2 separate regions of the Triticum aestivum genome follow, and region 1 is linked to region 2. A link is a contact called in public Hi-C data. All regions are on one chromosome and are shown on one strand. Each heading gives the region's core, a stretch centred on a gene start, on an enhancer-like site or on the middle of the called end of the contact. The rest is flanking DNA. Distances are from core to core; before and after follow the strand shown.

Region 1 (7,133 bases), core at 3,463-5,962, 260 kb before region 2:
CTTCGGGAAGTCGAACAATAATAGTACTAGTATAGTGTATGCTTCTGGCTCTGACACCGAATTAACTGTTGCACGTTCACCGCCTGAGCGAGAGAGAGCTTGCATTAGTCAAAAGTTTCTCCTTGTCCCGTGAGCCATCGCGCACAAGCTTCTCCCGTCCTACAAGCTTCTCCTCGTTCGGCAAGTTGACACGACATAGCAAAGTAAGTCTAGTCCATACTGCCTCCTCTCCGGTTAATATGGCTCATTTTCAAACGAGATAAATACATTGTTTGTCACTGTATATTTGTAAAAATATGGTCAGTGGACTTCATGATACGCTCATTGCGCTCAATATATACATTTTCTGGTGTTTATACGGTCACTAGCTCACCCTGGCTGAATATGTGTGTGCATACACGTGTAGGTTGAGCACTTGAGCGTGACCATGTGTGTTCCTCGTGTGCTCGGACATGCATGCATTAGGGCGTCACGCGCGTTTTTGCGTCCATGTGTACGTGTGAATGTTGCATGCATGCACGAGGTTGTAGTCCCTTACATTCACATGTTCATAAGTCAATGCTTTGTCAAAATGTTGCATGCAAGGTTTAATCATTCATTGTTCATGCATGCATTCCCGATATTAATACGTTGGTAAAGATGTTTTTCTTGAGGAAAACGAGCCCATGAATTGAGTACAAAGGGGACCAATAAACCAGGATGGAGGGAGTACCAGTAGTGAACCGGAAGGAGGGAGTAGGACTAGTAGTACAGTACTACGTAACAACGTACAGTAACAAAATTCCTGTATGCGCATCTTGTCTACATGTCATGCAAGAAAATAGAGATAAGTACAAGTGAGACTCAGGAATGGTCATACACGTAGGGGGAGTACGTGTAGGGGCCACTAAGGAGCAGTCAAATCACACAATAAGTTAGTCGGAAGAAGCAACCATCATTTCACTCTTCAATGACATGTACGCAATATAAAATGGTTGATATGGAGAGAAAAAGAAAACTACTATATATACACTAGCAGGAGCCTAAGCTACAAGCCTTCATGCTTGGGTTGCTCTCTTCACAAGTATAGAACGATGGTGGCCACACCGCTGGTCACATATCCGACCTGATTCTGCCGCTGGAGGAAGAGAACAATGTTCTGTGTAGATGTTGTCGACATCGGCGACAGCGAGGGAGAAACCCCACAGTCGGTGCGTCCCAATCGGGGGTCCTCGCGGTATGGGTTGATGCCGTGTCCCAACCGCCCTTCTAGCTACAGCTCGACGTCCTAGGTAGTACATCTTCCTTTCGGAGCCGGCTTGCTCCACTGCCGCAGCTCCCCACGTAGCTCCATCTCCATGTCGATCTTTCTCTACTTCTACCGGCTTCTATTTGTGATGAGTTTATGTCTCATGAACTAGTGCGAGTACTATTATTCTAATCACACTTCTTCAATATCTTTGCCATCAGGGATGCTCAGCTCGATTTTAGTGGAACTGCACAAAAGCATCGTATGATCCGAGGGTGCTAGCCGTCTTTCCTTCGACAGGTTCTACCTAGCCAGGAAATTAAATCATGTTTAGGGTTTAGGGTTTAAGTCGTAGTGACCCCATCAGTAGTTTTTCTTTTGTACACGCTCTCAAAACTTTTGTCTTTAGTTGTGAAGTAAATATTGGCTATGATCTGTGAATCATTGAGATGCATTAGCATGCGTGTTAGTTTTCCTTTATATTTGATGGTATGTTGTAACGGGGCAACCTTTGAGTAGGAATGCAAATTGAGTGGAAAGTTTCCGTTTTTCCGGAGAAAAAGTGGAAACAGAGAGAAACCAACGTTTCGTTTCGTTGGATCGCGCCATCGAGCAAAACCAACGTTTAAATCACGTCTGTCGCGTTCGTGACTCACCCTCCTCCACGGCTCGATTAAGGACGGATTAGACATTAGATTTTCGGAGGACAAGTGGCTAGAAAATGCCACACTCCGTGATCAATATCCGGCTCTATACAACATTGTGCGTCACAATGGTGATACCATCGCCACCGTAATGAAATCATCTCCGCCAAATGTGATGTTCAGAAGAGATTTAATTGGACCCAGACTCCAATCGTTGAACATCCTGCTCTGATGTTTGTCCAGGGTGCAATTATCACATGGGTCTTATGTATTCTAATGGAACCTCCATGAGGATGGACAATTCATAGTGGAGTCTATGTATAGAGTGTTAATCCAGTTTGATGTGCCAGTTGGTAATAACAAGAAGATCTGGAAGATGAAGATACCTCTTAAGAATAAAATCTTTGGTTTAATTTTTTTTAAACCTATGCATGGTATCTTCGTCGTGGAGTCATTCTTATTAAAGACAACCTTACTAAGAGGAATTGGCATGGAAATCCATAATGTGTCTTTCATCACCATGATGAGACAATAAAACATTTATTCTTTCAATGCAAATTGGCTCGTTCTATATGGTTAGTCATCCAAATAGATTCTGCCTCGTATCCTCCTATAGTGTTGCTAATATATTTGACAACTGGTTACATGGGATTGATCACAGGTTTATAATTCTTCTCAGGGTGGGAGCACTTGCCGTTATTTGGCCACTTTGCCTACGCAGAAATGACAAAGTTTTTTTTTTACCATAAAAGTACTTCTCTGATATAGGTCATCTACAGATGTACTGGGACTCTTCGGTTACGATCCTCTCTACAACGCGTGGAGAATCGAAACCTGTTCACGGAGGTGTGCACACAATTGAAGGCTGCGGCTAGAGATACTTTTACTCAACATGGGTGGCAACATGATCATACGATCGACCCCCCCCCCCCTCCTCCGCTTTAAGTGTTATACAGACTGTACATGTTTCTTTGTATTTCGCCTTTTATTTTTTGTTTGCCTGAGAGGATCTTACTTGGCTGTGTGCAACTTAGTTATGCTGAGCCGGGGTGTAATGCTTAACTTTTTTAAGTAATAAAGCACCCCTTTTCGAAAAGATATCCACTCTAGGAATTAAAATTTTATTTACATCAATTTGCAATCATCACCCTCTATGCTGATTATGATTCGTGCGCAGGACTAACCAGGGTGCGAGGAAATTGCAAGCGCAGTGTTTGGTACAAAAAAATTAAATATAAGAAGAGAGAAGCTGCATGTGAGATTCCTTTGGAGGTGGAGCTGTCTTTTGACCTTTGGGCAACCTGGATGCTTGTACGTAAACAGGAGCATGTGATCCAGGGCCCGACGACTCACGTGTCTGCTACTCGTACTCGTGTATGGATAGAGAAAATCAATCATGGGCTCGTAATAATGGCGCCACTCCTCATCTATCTATAGATAAAAATCCATTATTGCAGTATCATAATGCAGCAGCATCGAATCAACGATGCCCCCACACGCCAAGTATGTTGTTCGGACAAGCATTCCCCTCCCCCATTCCCGTTCCCATCTTATTATAGGAGTTCGGACTCCGCATTCAATTCGTTTTGAACGGAGAGACAACTGGATATCACATACGTACTATTCTAAGCAAAGTTATCTACAAGCACCACGATAAATATGCAGAAATAACCGAGAAAGGGTAGACCTCCCATGATACCAAAATGCTTTTATTTGGATGGAGAGAATATCCAGTGGAAAAACGAAATGTTGCGAAACCACGTTTGAATTTTGAAAGTTCTATAAAAAAATGGTGTGCTAAAAACCTATTAGTATGTGAAATTCTAAGTTCAAGCGGGAATTCATTTACGAGGTATTCCTTCTGAAAAAAATAAGATCATTTAGATCATGAAATGAAATTATCAATTCGATGCTAATCATTGTTGATTTTGCTTTTTTTACATCTTTATTTTGCGTCTGAATTTGAAACTATACATGTCAGACAGAAAACCATATCTTTAATGTAGTATTTTCTTAAGATTTTATTGAAACTTCAAACATAGTTTCCACGTGATTTTCATCAGTTCTCAAAATTTTCTCTAATTATCCGCACGGTTGGAGGTTGGAGGGAGTTTACACATAAAAATGTGAATATTCATTTCTGAGCCCAGACTCATCTGCTCCCGGTAAACAGTAAAAATAAATAGAATACTAGAAAAATATGAAAAAACTGATTATTATTTTTCATGATAGGTGTTCGAGTTCATGATGCTCGTGACAAATTTCATTATATTTGTGCATCTGAGCAGCTCTCAGCAAAAAAGAAAAATTTAAGACCCGTGAGAAAATTGACTGTCCGCGTGTGAATAAAGGATGCCCCAAATTTCATCGTGAATCGCCACTACTTTTTCCAAGCAAGTAGAGATGGCGATGTAAAATCTTATAGACATAATTAAAAGAGTTGATCATGTGAGTTAGGTAAAGTTTCTACTACCCTAGTCCAAATCCGGCACATTAAAGTATGCGAGAACAAATCGTCCGCATGTGTGCCCCCTGACCTTTTCCATGTGAGCCGAGGCGAGGAGCAATGGTCAACAATCGCCCCACACACCACACTGACTGACGACCCATGTCCCTCCTTTGACGTTTTGACCCACCCCATCATCCCATCTCACTCACCGCTAAACTAAACTAAAACCCTTCCCAAAAGTTCTCCGGCCGTCGATCTCCTCGCCTGCACCGCTCCAACGGCCCAGATTCACCCAACGGCCAAGTGGCGACGCTTTTTCCACGGCGTGGGGGGCCGGGTCGCAATATTATACAGACCGGCGGCCTCGGCTGCAAGAAAACAAATGAGGACGGAGAATTACTAATTTCTTCTCCCCCACTGCCTGCTGCGCCTGGTCTCCGTCCGCTCCTTCGTTCACACCTTCTTCCACTAGCCGGTCTCCGGTGGCGGGGGACGAGACGACCGTCGTCCGTCGACTCCGAGCTCGCGGCCGCGGTTCTGGACTCATCGCACGCGCCAGAGGATCCCCTCCCCGAGGTGAGTTGCGTGCGGGCGGGCGGGCTCGGCGCCGTCGTGCTTGCTTGCGCGGGCGAGCGCTTCTTTCTCGGGGGAATCTTGGGAGGGTGTGGTGGTGGTGGGGTTGTTGCCCCGTTTGATGCGTCCGCACGCAACAAATCGCCTGCTAGGGTCGCTTCTTGCCGCCGCGGGTTCGTCCTCCACGCCCCGCCCGGCTCTCTCCTCTCGGTGCTCACTCCTGCCGCTTCTCGGGGTTCTGCCGGACTAGGCTCCCGCCGTGATCCGGTCCGGGAACGCTTTCTTGGCCCTCAGCCTGTTGCTCGTGTGATGGCTGATGCGTGGCCGTGCGAGTGATGCAGAGCAGCCATGGTGAGCTTTTCCTGAGATCTGACTGAGTTTTCTCTCCCATTTCCTGCTCTTCAGATCTGCCGTCGTGAGAGCTGCCAAGTAGCCGAGGTGCTCGCGAGGAGTTCACGGAAGGACTGCTTCCGTTCCGGTGTCGTTCTGCGGTGAATAATGGAGGAAGTGGAGGAGGCCAACAGGATGGCCGTGGCGAGCTGCCACCGAGTGCTTGGCCTGCTCACCCAGACCCAGGACCCGGCGCAGCTCAGGAGCATAGCTCTGGGGACGGACGAAGCCTGTGCCAAGTTCAGGAAGGTGGTTTCCCTCCTCGGCAACGGCAACGAAGGAGGGGGAACCCATCCCAGAGCCAAGCTTGTGAGCAGAAGGCAGACCCCCGGGTTCTTGAGCCAGAAGAGCTTCTTGGACAACAACACCCCGGTGGTGGTGCTGAACAGTGCGCACCCTTCGACCAGCTCTGCGCAGGTGTATCCTAGAAACAGCATTTTGGATTCACAGCCCGCGCACCCAATCGGAGGGCTTCCCAAGCTGGTCCAGCCATTGTCCGCGCATTTCCAGTTCGGCGATTCGTCGCGGTATAATCAGTTCCAGCAGCATCAGCACCAGCAGCAGAAGATGCGGGCCGAGATGTTCAAGAGAAGCAACAGCGGGATCAACTTGAAGTTTGACAGCCCCAGTGGCACGGGGACAATGTCGTCCGCGAGGTCCTTCATGTCATCTTTGAGCATGGATGGCAGCGTGGCCAGCCTGGATGCCAAGTCTTCCTCGTTCCATTTGATCGGCGGGCCTGCCATGAGCGACCCGGTGAATGCACAGCAGGCTCCAAGGAGAAGATGCTCGGGACGTGGGGAGGATGGAAATGGCAAGTGTGCTGCAACTGGCAGGTGCCATTGCTCAAAGAGAAGGTAGTAAATCTGCTATCTTTGGTGTTTCTGACTCTTTTTATTCAAGATAGGACACCGTGATAATTGTTCTCTACCCTATTTCAGTAGGAAGTTGCGGGTGAAGAGGACGATTAAAGTTCCCGCAATTAGTAATAAAATTGCTGATATACCTCCAGATGAATACTCCTGGAGGAAGTATGGGCAGAAGCCAATTAAGGGTTCCCCTCATCCCAGGTATTCTAATTTTTCTTGTTGTGCAAATAAAGAAGTGCAGAACTGCACGTTCAACATGCTTCAACTTAGTTGGCTTAATCACCATAACACAATGAGTAACATTTTTATTATACAGTGATAGAAAATAGTCGTGATGATGCTATAATCACCATAACACATCAACTTTGTTGGTAAAGATGTGATCATTTACATGCTATTATGGAATGCACGACTGCATACAACCATGAGCACTCAAGTGCCTTGTGATAACTAATGTGTCAATGATAATCAGAACACACTTTATCCAAGGAATGTGTTTTCTTGGGTGCTGTACATGTTTGTTTTCTATCCTCTATGCGATTCGGTATCCATGAGGTGTCGATGCCTTAATTGCTACGACATTAAATAATTACTTCGTGGATGATGCCATTCTTTCTTTTCTATGGCACTTTTGGAAAAATATGTCAATCATGAGTCTTAAAGAGACCACTTCTTAATTTAACCGAGATCATGCTATCGTGATTCACTTACTCTTTCTCACACCATATAATAATCCTAACCAGTGACTTGCCCACCATGCTCTGGCTTAAATAGCCTGATTATAGAATACACAAACATAGCTAGTATACAGTAATGGCAATCACATATATGGTTCTCTGAATTGGCACAGATCTTTTCCTCTTTTTAACAGACACAGGATATAGAAACATGGCTCATTGTACTTCTATTTGTATTTCAAACCCAACATGTTTCTAAGTTTGATTTTTCCCTGGAGAAGACTAACCAATGGCTGAACACAA
Region 2 (7,844 bases), core at 2,582-5,081:
ATGGAACAGGTAATCAGGTTTTGTTAACTTAGTTTAAAGAAAATTAGAATAACCATTATATGAACATATGTGTTTACCCATCCTGATGCCTCCGGGTACCATAGCTGAAACATCACCAGGAACCGTGTTCTTGTTTGCTGCAATATGCACATTTTCTAAAACCTTCTCCACACGTGAACCATCTATTCCCTAGACATGAAATTTGAAAGGAATGATAAGTGTCCTGACACGTCATAATATTCTAAAATAACTAAGTTTTGCTGTAATTAGTATATCTAGCTATGGTGTATAAAGAAACAGTAAGTTTCAGGTCAGATGGATATCAAGCAACATTCCGGTCAAAAGAGTCACAAAAATATGAAGTACTCTCTTACCTTTTTCTTGAGGTTCACCAAAACTAAATGGTTATCAGTCCCACCAGAGACAATGTCGTAACCTTTTGAAGTCAAGCTCTGGAAATGAGAATATTGCCATTAAATAAAGACGTTTTTAAAATTAAAGTACAATTAATCATGCTAGTGTAATAGATATTTGCATTTCCAAACATCCTGTTTGGCATTAATTAATGTTGGTACTCGGTACTCCTATTCCTCCTATTCCAACAAAGCAATTTGAAATAAGTTCTACAATCTGGTACTTAATGCCGGCATGAGACAAACTATACGGTAGATATAATATAATTAGATTGTACAAGCTGCTACTAACATAACCATAAAGAGGTTAGTCGTCATAGTGACTGACAGGTATCATAGGTCCAGTTTTCCTGGGCAAATATTTCTAGCAAATTGTAACCACAAAGTACCTCAGCAAATCTAGCAGAGTTACTCATAACTTGCTCTTGATAAGCTCTGTACTCCTGAGTAGTTGCCTGAAATTTAAACAGCACATTAGGGCGTTAATTACACACAACGGCAAACTGTATAAAATACAAAATAATTAAGGAACAGAAGTGCTGCAGACCTGCTTAAGCGCAACGGCCAGGCCAGTAATAGTATGGTTATGGGGTCCACCTTGCAGACCTGGGAAGACAGCAGCATTGATTTTGTCCTCAAAATCATACTTAACCTATATCAAAATAGATTGTTAGGCCTTTGCATTCTGCAGGTAATATGAGTACTGCAGGTTAAGCTCAGTAGCGAACAAACATCTTCAACACTCTATGCTACTATCATTCTATTGTATTTCTCCGGCAATACCTCCTTCCCTTGTTTGTTTATTTCTTTCACCCCCTTCCGGAAAAAGATCATGGCTCCACGTGGACCACGGAGAGACTTGTGGGTAGTGGTAGTCACCACATCTGCATACTCAAAAGGAGACGGAATGACACCAGCAGCAACTAGCCCACTGATATGTGCCATGTCTGCGAGAAGAACTGCCTTCTGCTTGTCACAGATCTGCCAATTGCACAATAGAAATTGAAGTTAATCACTGATTAGGAGGGGGGGGGGGGGGGGATTCATTGTTCATTACTGAAGAAAATGAACTTGCCTTCCGCATGCGGTTATAATCATAAAGGCGGGCATATGCACTAGCACCAGCAACAATCAACTTTGGCCTAAAAAGAACGGCACTTTTCTCCAACTGCAGAAGTAGCAAATGAAGCTTAGCAACATATGAAGGAGTTAAGATAATTCATCTTGAAATAATTTGACTACTGAAGGAGACATATAACAATGAAAATATCCTAGACAATGCAGTAAGAAACCATTTCTTTTAGCTGAATGTTGCTAAAAAAACAAAAAGTACGCACTTTTTCCACTTCACGAAACATGCATAAGTAATGTTAAAACTGATCGGGAGATCCCAAAACTCCCATGACATGAAATGAATAAATAAGGAGTTCACCTGGTCATAATCAATCAAGCCAGTGCTTTCATCCAGTCTGTAAGGCATTGTCTCAAAGAATATTGAAACTGCTGAGATTTTCTTTGTGTCAGTCTGCAAACAACAAGAAAAGAACCATTGAGCCATGGGAGTTTCTCAAACATCATACCTAAACATAATTGAGAATTATGAGCTTATTAGTATGTATTTTACATTACAGTATGAAGTGCTTATCTAATGCTAGATATAAAAAACAAAAGAAACAGCAAACTACACAGAAAGATGGCAACAAGCAAGCAATGGCTGATCATGCTTGCACCCCACCAGAGAAATAAAAAACAATAGGTTGATAATAAAGAAGCGGATAGATGTACCTGGTAACCATGGGAAAGATGTCCACCGTGAGGAAGATCCAGAGCCATAATTCTATCATGTGGCTTCAGCAGAGCAGTGTATACATGGAAGTTGGCAGGTGAACCCGATAGAGGTTGCACATTCACTGCAGAGGCAGAAATTGGTCATCCAGTTAACTCGCCCCCAATTTGGTGGAAGGACAAATACCACTCCAAGAACATAGTGGTTAGCAATGCAACCTAAATATTTAAAATGTACAGATAGTGTCTAATCCCAGCTGTGTACCATATGTAAGCTTTGAAATTGACTAACATACTTTGGTTTGTAAATGGTGTATGCACATATGCCAACAGAAATTTCTTAAGCAAATTAAGAACCTGCTGTGGACTTAACCCGTTTACTTTACGACTAGACTACTTTAGAACATTACCCTATTTCCGATCAAGTAAAAGTGTGTCAACTGTAGAGCATAATAAGATTAGCTCGAACCAGAGCATCTTATTTATTTTCACTCTGCTCTCTCATTTGCATCACCAAAAGCAGTATAAAAAAAGACTAATGACCCTATGTCCACATAAATGATAGAATTTATAGAAAAACATCCTGCAGAGTCATTAGTTAGTTCTACCGGACACGAGAGAACCTGATAAGGAAATTAAGAATAAAACCATCATCAAGATTTTACCTCCCCACTTCTCTGGGTCCAAATTGAAAGCCTCCAAAGCACGTTTCTGGCACAGCGTCTCGGCCATATCAATGTATCTGCAGGCAAGAAAAGCCAAAACGACCGCCAGTCCACATTATTGACCCCCACATCCATTCAATTTCTGCTCCAAGCATTCTTCAGATATATAAATACAGAGAAAGAAGGAACAAGAGCGCACTCGTTTCCACCGTAGTATCTCGCGCCGGGGTACCCCTCGCTGTACTTGTTGGTCATGACGGATCCCACCGCCTGCATCACCGAGAGGGAGGTGAAGTTCTCCGACGGGATGAGCTCCAGCCCCTGCAACCAGACAGACTGACGCGATTCAGCAAATGTCCTGGAGAAGAAGAGCCCGAGCACAGTACAGCGAATCATGGGAGCAGTGATGACCTTCCATTGGCGGGCCTTCTCGAGCTCGATGATGTCGGCAATCTCGGGGTCGACCTCCTCCAGCGGCGCGTTCAACTGCTTGGGCCACTGCGCTCAACGCGAGGAGTGGGGGAAAACAAGATAAGCACGGGCAACAAACAAACAAACAGACAAACGGACAGGGAGCAATGGGCGCATAGGCACGGGGTGGGTGGTGAGGACATACGGTGACTGCGGATCTCTCCTCCGTCGCCGGCAGAGACGCCTGCGAAGCCAAATCAAACAAGGAAAAATGGATGACCGTGAGCGGCGCCGATAAACCAGAGGACCGCCGCCAAGAATGGTTCATAAGAAGAAGGAAAGGAGAAGAGCGGAGGGCGGCATACCATGGAGTAGAGCGGCGTGAGGCGGGAGAGGGGCTGGCCGCGGGCGGAGAGCTTGCGGAGCGCCGTCGCCATGGCCATGGTGGGTGGTGGTGGTGGTGGTGGTGGGCGGCCTCCTCGTGCACCTCTCGGTAGGGGTTGGAGTGTCGGGTTTGGGAGGTAGTGGATCGCATGGCCTAGCGTCCTTTATTTTAACTGGAGGCAGCAGATGTGGGCTGAGTGATCAGCATCCACCAGACGCATCACCGTCACCAACCCCTCAATCCATATGCAATTTCCTTTTTTTTTCTTGGTTTTAGAAAATGGAAATTGGAGATTTTGTTTTTTCTCATTTGCTGTTGGATGATATCTCTACTGCCATGACGCCCATATGTCTTTTTAGGGATTTTCAATTCAACAGGAATTTATCTGGCTACCATTGGTACTTGGCATTTACTTGCTAGATGCTCTTAATTTTTGTTTCCCCTTTTTGCAAGAGGTTACTGCACTAAAACATGTCTATATACATCTGATTCAAAAAAAAACGTTACTAGAACACCTTATAATAGTGAACAGAGGAAGTATATTTTTTTTTCTGGTTACCATCGAAACTTGCCCTTTACTAGCAGCCTAGATTCGAATATGAGGCATTCAGATGCTGGTAACGGGTTAAGGATGCCGGTCCCACAGGTCAGGCGTCCCTGCATTTCACTCTGGTTTATGGGAGTGTTAGCTCAAAGTATCCCCATCACCACCAACCGGAGCAGACAAGATTCTTCACAGAGAAAAATAAGCCGAACCAAACAACGATCCTGATCCTAGAGGCCCAGAGGATTTACTTTTAAAAACTAGCTCATGTGGTTACTTAACTGCCACTAATCAGAGAGCGGGACACCAAATAGCAAAGGAAACAGCAGCTCAGCCACTCAACTGCCATGTTATATATCCCAGCACTTTGTCATCCATCACCTAACACCAGGAAAGCGACACCACATTTCTTTCAAAAACTAAAAGAAATGAAAGAAACAACGGAAATGTGTTTTTTTTAAGCTCAGGAAGAAAGGAAATATGTTTTCTTGTGAAAAGAAAACATATTAGAAATAAAAAATACCGTACACAACTAAATAGATATTTACTAGGTGCATGTCTGGGCATCAGAAAAAATAACTGCATGAATTAACAGCACCGCCAGAAGAAGAAAAAGATATATGGAGAGGGCATGGCCAGGATGTTGCTGCATTGCCTACGTGCATACAGGCCACCCGAGCCCTATCTTTCCCATGACCACAAGCCGTGCGTTCGTACTCGGATGTAGATAAAGCGATCAATCTCCGACTCAAATAATAACAATAATAAGAGAACAGGAATTGATTGATCATGATAAGCAGCAGATTTCCTTTTTTTTCCTCCTGTCACGAACTTACCAGTAACGTGTCACTTTGCAAGGCTGTGCTTAGGATTTCCAATCAATCTGCACCTGCACAAAAAAGACAAAAAAAAAACAGAAAGCAACAAGAGTGGACATAAGTTACTGCAAGGATCTCATCTGGGAGTATACGTTCCCATTACTAGCATGTTGAATAGCTCTACACTCGCATTTAACTCCGATCAATATACTGTGATCATCGATCGACATTGAACATTTCTATTTACATCTGATCCGCGAGGAGTCGTGGAATACGAACGGCATTTTCACAGTTGCATATCCAGCGCCTACCCTTTCCAATATGCTAGTTGGATCATGGAAAGGAGCTTCCAAAATATCAGATGTACAGGGAACGTATTATGTACATTTGACAGCTTTACCAATTTTGAATCCCTGTGGGTGAGCGCGCCGCGTGTCCATGCAAATTGCGAATGCTTAGGGTATTTTCGTTCATATCATGCTAAGCTTCAGCATTCCACAATGTCATTGTCTGGATCCCAGAATGCATGTGAATGGCAACGTAACATTGGAGATGCAGAGGCCAACAGTACCGAAGTGGTGCCCCTCCTCTGCTTGGAAGCATCCGTAGGCCGTTCATGCCACATGCTGCAGGGAAGTCGAGCCGCGCTGTCTTATAAATGACGCCTGCAGAGCTGGATCAAATGCAAGCAGCCATATTAAAAAAAATGGTTAAACAGATGACCATAGCCTTGCTTCAGAAACAGTGAAAATAGTAGGTGCGGCCAAACCTCTTTAACTTGGCTCGCCGTCATTCATAGCAACCATACAATTGCTTGGCATGCTATCCTGCTTTTGCCATGGAATGTCTTCTGCCCGAAACTCTGAAAAAGGGGTAACATGATTTGGGTAAATCACCTGTATTTTAGAGCTAGTTCTAAAAAACAGAAGTCAAAATTGAAAATGAGCACAAAAGGGAATTTCCCCACAGGTAAAAGGAGGTGAAAACATAACAAGGAAAGTGATTCGGTTGCAAGTCAAGCATTACATGTAACAATTAAAATGTAGCTAGGTAAAACACATAGGTCCCTTGCAAAAAAAAGGTAGTAAAACTGATTGGGATTAACAAAAACTATAGCCAAGCAAAACTATACATTATCTAAAAAAAGGAAACTAAATTATCTAAAAATGGCAAAACCTTTTTTTTTTTGGAAACGCAAAGGGCCTTCATTGCATTGAAAAGGTGGGTGAGAGTACAATCCTGCTAGGAGGTGAGTTTTACAAGGCCATAAGCCCGATCAGTGGACATCCCAGGATGTGGGCAAAACAACCCTGCGCCCTTGAGCCCCTGCTTTTGATCCCTCAACTATCGGCTGAGTTTAAATTTCACCGTAAACTTCAACGCCGTTTATTTTATGTCAATCAACTTCAGAACTGTGCATAGCTTGTCCTGAAACTGTTTATGTAAGTGCTTTCTTGATTATGTGTCATTATAGTTTTCAACCCTTAACTATTGCAGAAGTTCACTTTTCAACCTTGAACTCTGAAACCGGTTGTTTTTAACCTTGAACTCTTGGATCAGTTTACTTTACTCCCTTGGCCCTCTCCCAACTGGTTTTCTGCTGACTGAGACAAAATCTGGGAAATGGTTTTCAGCAGTCCTGTTGTAGCTCTATGCCTCTATTTGGCAGTTGTGATGGCTGGCAGGCTTGTGCAGGCTGCCGCAATGTACCAAACGCGGGCATTGGTTTGCAGCCCCAGTCAATTGGTGGCAAGCACCTGTACGTAGTTTAAGGTAGGAAGCCGCAAGCCGCCCCACTGGTGCCCCTATCTCCATCCTCTTTCACGTTCATATGAAGAGGAAGGGGGCTGCCACCTTCTTCCTCAAGCTTGGTGAGCTTCTTTTTAGCAACACCATGAAATTCATTTTGACTCTTCTCCAAAATTGATCTTTTTCATTCTCTTCATCATCATCCTTCTACCTTGCCAACGTTGACTCAGACATGTAGAGTTATAAGACCAGGTCCTTCTGAATACCAGGTCCCAGTTTCAACGCTGACTCGGACATTCCCATGCAGCGCTGCCGCCGCCTCCTTCTGAATAGCCACCTGCTTGGATGGATGCAGCAAGGAGAGATGCAAAGATGAGAAGACAGAGAGGCTGACACATGGGGTCAGCTTGATGATGTGGTAGCCTATGTGGAAGGGTTGATAACTGTTAGCAAACATGGCAAAACCACCCCACGAACCAGCTTCGGATAAGATTTGTTCATTTCTGAGAGTTGGAGTAAAAGGTTCACGGTTAAAATTAAAGTCGGCAATAGCTGAGGGACCAAAAGTAGAGACCTGTTCCTATGCTAAAATGGCCACTGAACTAAAAATGGAATCAGAAATATCAACTTAGATGATTGGATACTGACAGCAAAACGGAAAAAATATATCAGAAGACATGTCAATTGAGGCCTCGACTTAAGCTGATCCTTCATGGTGAGAAAAACTGTGGAAATAGTACTTTCTGGTTTTGGATCTACCGACTCATTCTGGTTTTCTAAGATACAATATAAATGTTTTACATCATCCTGAGCAGTTATTGAAACCCTGTTTTTGTCCCCTCGTTGGAATAAATAAGACCCCTCTTGTTGTCCCCTTATTGGATAAGTAAGATGACCAGATGTTTGTTCCACCACCATATCAGTACTTAATGGACAAGTTTCCGGACATGACTGGTGCAACATTACATGTTTAGGAACCTGTAGTGTACACTAGGCTTACTGGCAAGTCTCATTACTAGACCATTAGGCACTGACTGATCCAGGTTAAAGACTAAAGAAGGCCGAGCCAGTGCT

The links. Hi-C and Micro-C count contacts between places; a contact is called where the count stands out from the background.
Region 1: a contact with region 2 is called in a Hi-C map of leaf, with 4 times the contacts expected there. The contact joins the promoter of LOC123091053 here to the promoter of LOC123091051 in region 2. A contact is called at or near these places in 2 of 5 Hi-C or Micro-C datasets (both in leaf).

Annotation. Positions count from the first base shown.
Region 1 is chr4B:66,316,823-66,323,955 of IWGSC CS RefSeq v2.1, reverse strand. LOC123091053 (protein WRKY1) reads left to right here and starts at 4,712. Exons shown (of 4, transcript XM_044512447.1): 1 at 4,712-4,897; 2 at 5,300-6,141; 3 at 6,229-6,354. The coding sequence starts at 5,393.
Region 2 is chr4B:66,051,641-66,059,484 of IWGSC CS RefSeq v2.1, reverse strand. It overlaps LOC123091051 (serine hydroxymethyltransferase 1, mitochondrial), which reads right to left and starts at 3,831. Exons shown (of 16, transcript XM_044512444.1): 1 at 3,640-3,831; 2 at 3,480-3,518; 3 at 3,275-3,361; 4 at 3,063-3,184; 5 at 2,864-2,940; 6 at 2,199-2,323; 7 at 1,846-1,938; 8 at 1,489-1,581; 9 at 1,197-1,394; 10 at 961-1,065; 11 at 803-868; 12 at 375-452; 13 at 78-189. The coding sequence starts at 3,717. It overlaps LOC123091050 (serine/threonine-protein kinase SMG1), which reads right to left. Exons shown (of 17, transcript XM_044512443.1): 16 at 5,791-5,883; 17 at 5,163-5,694.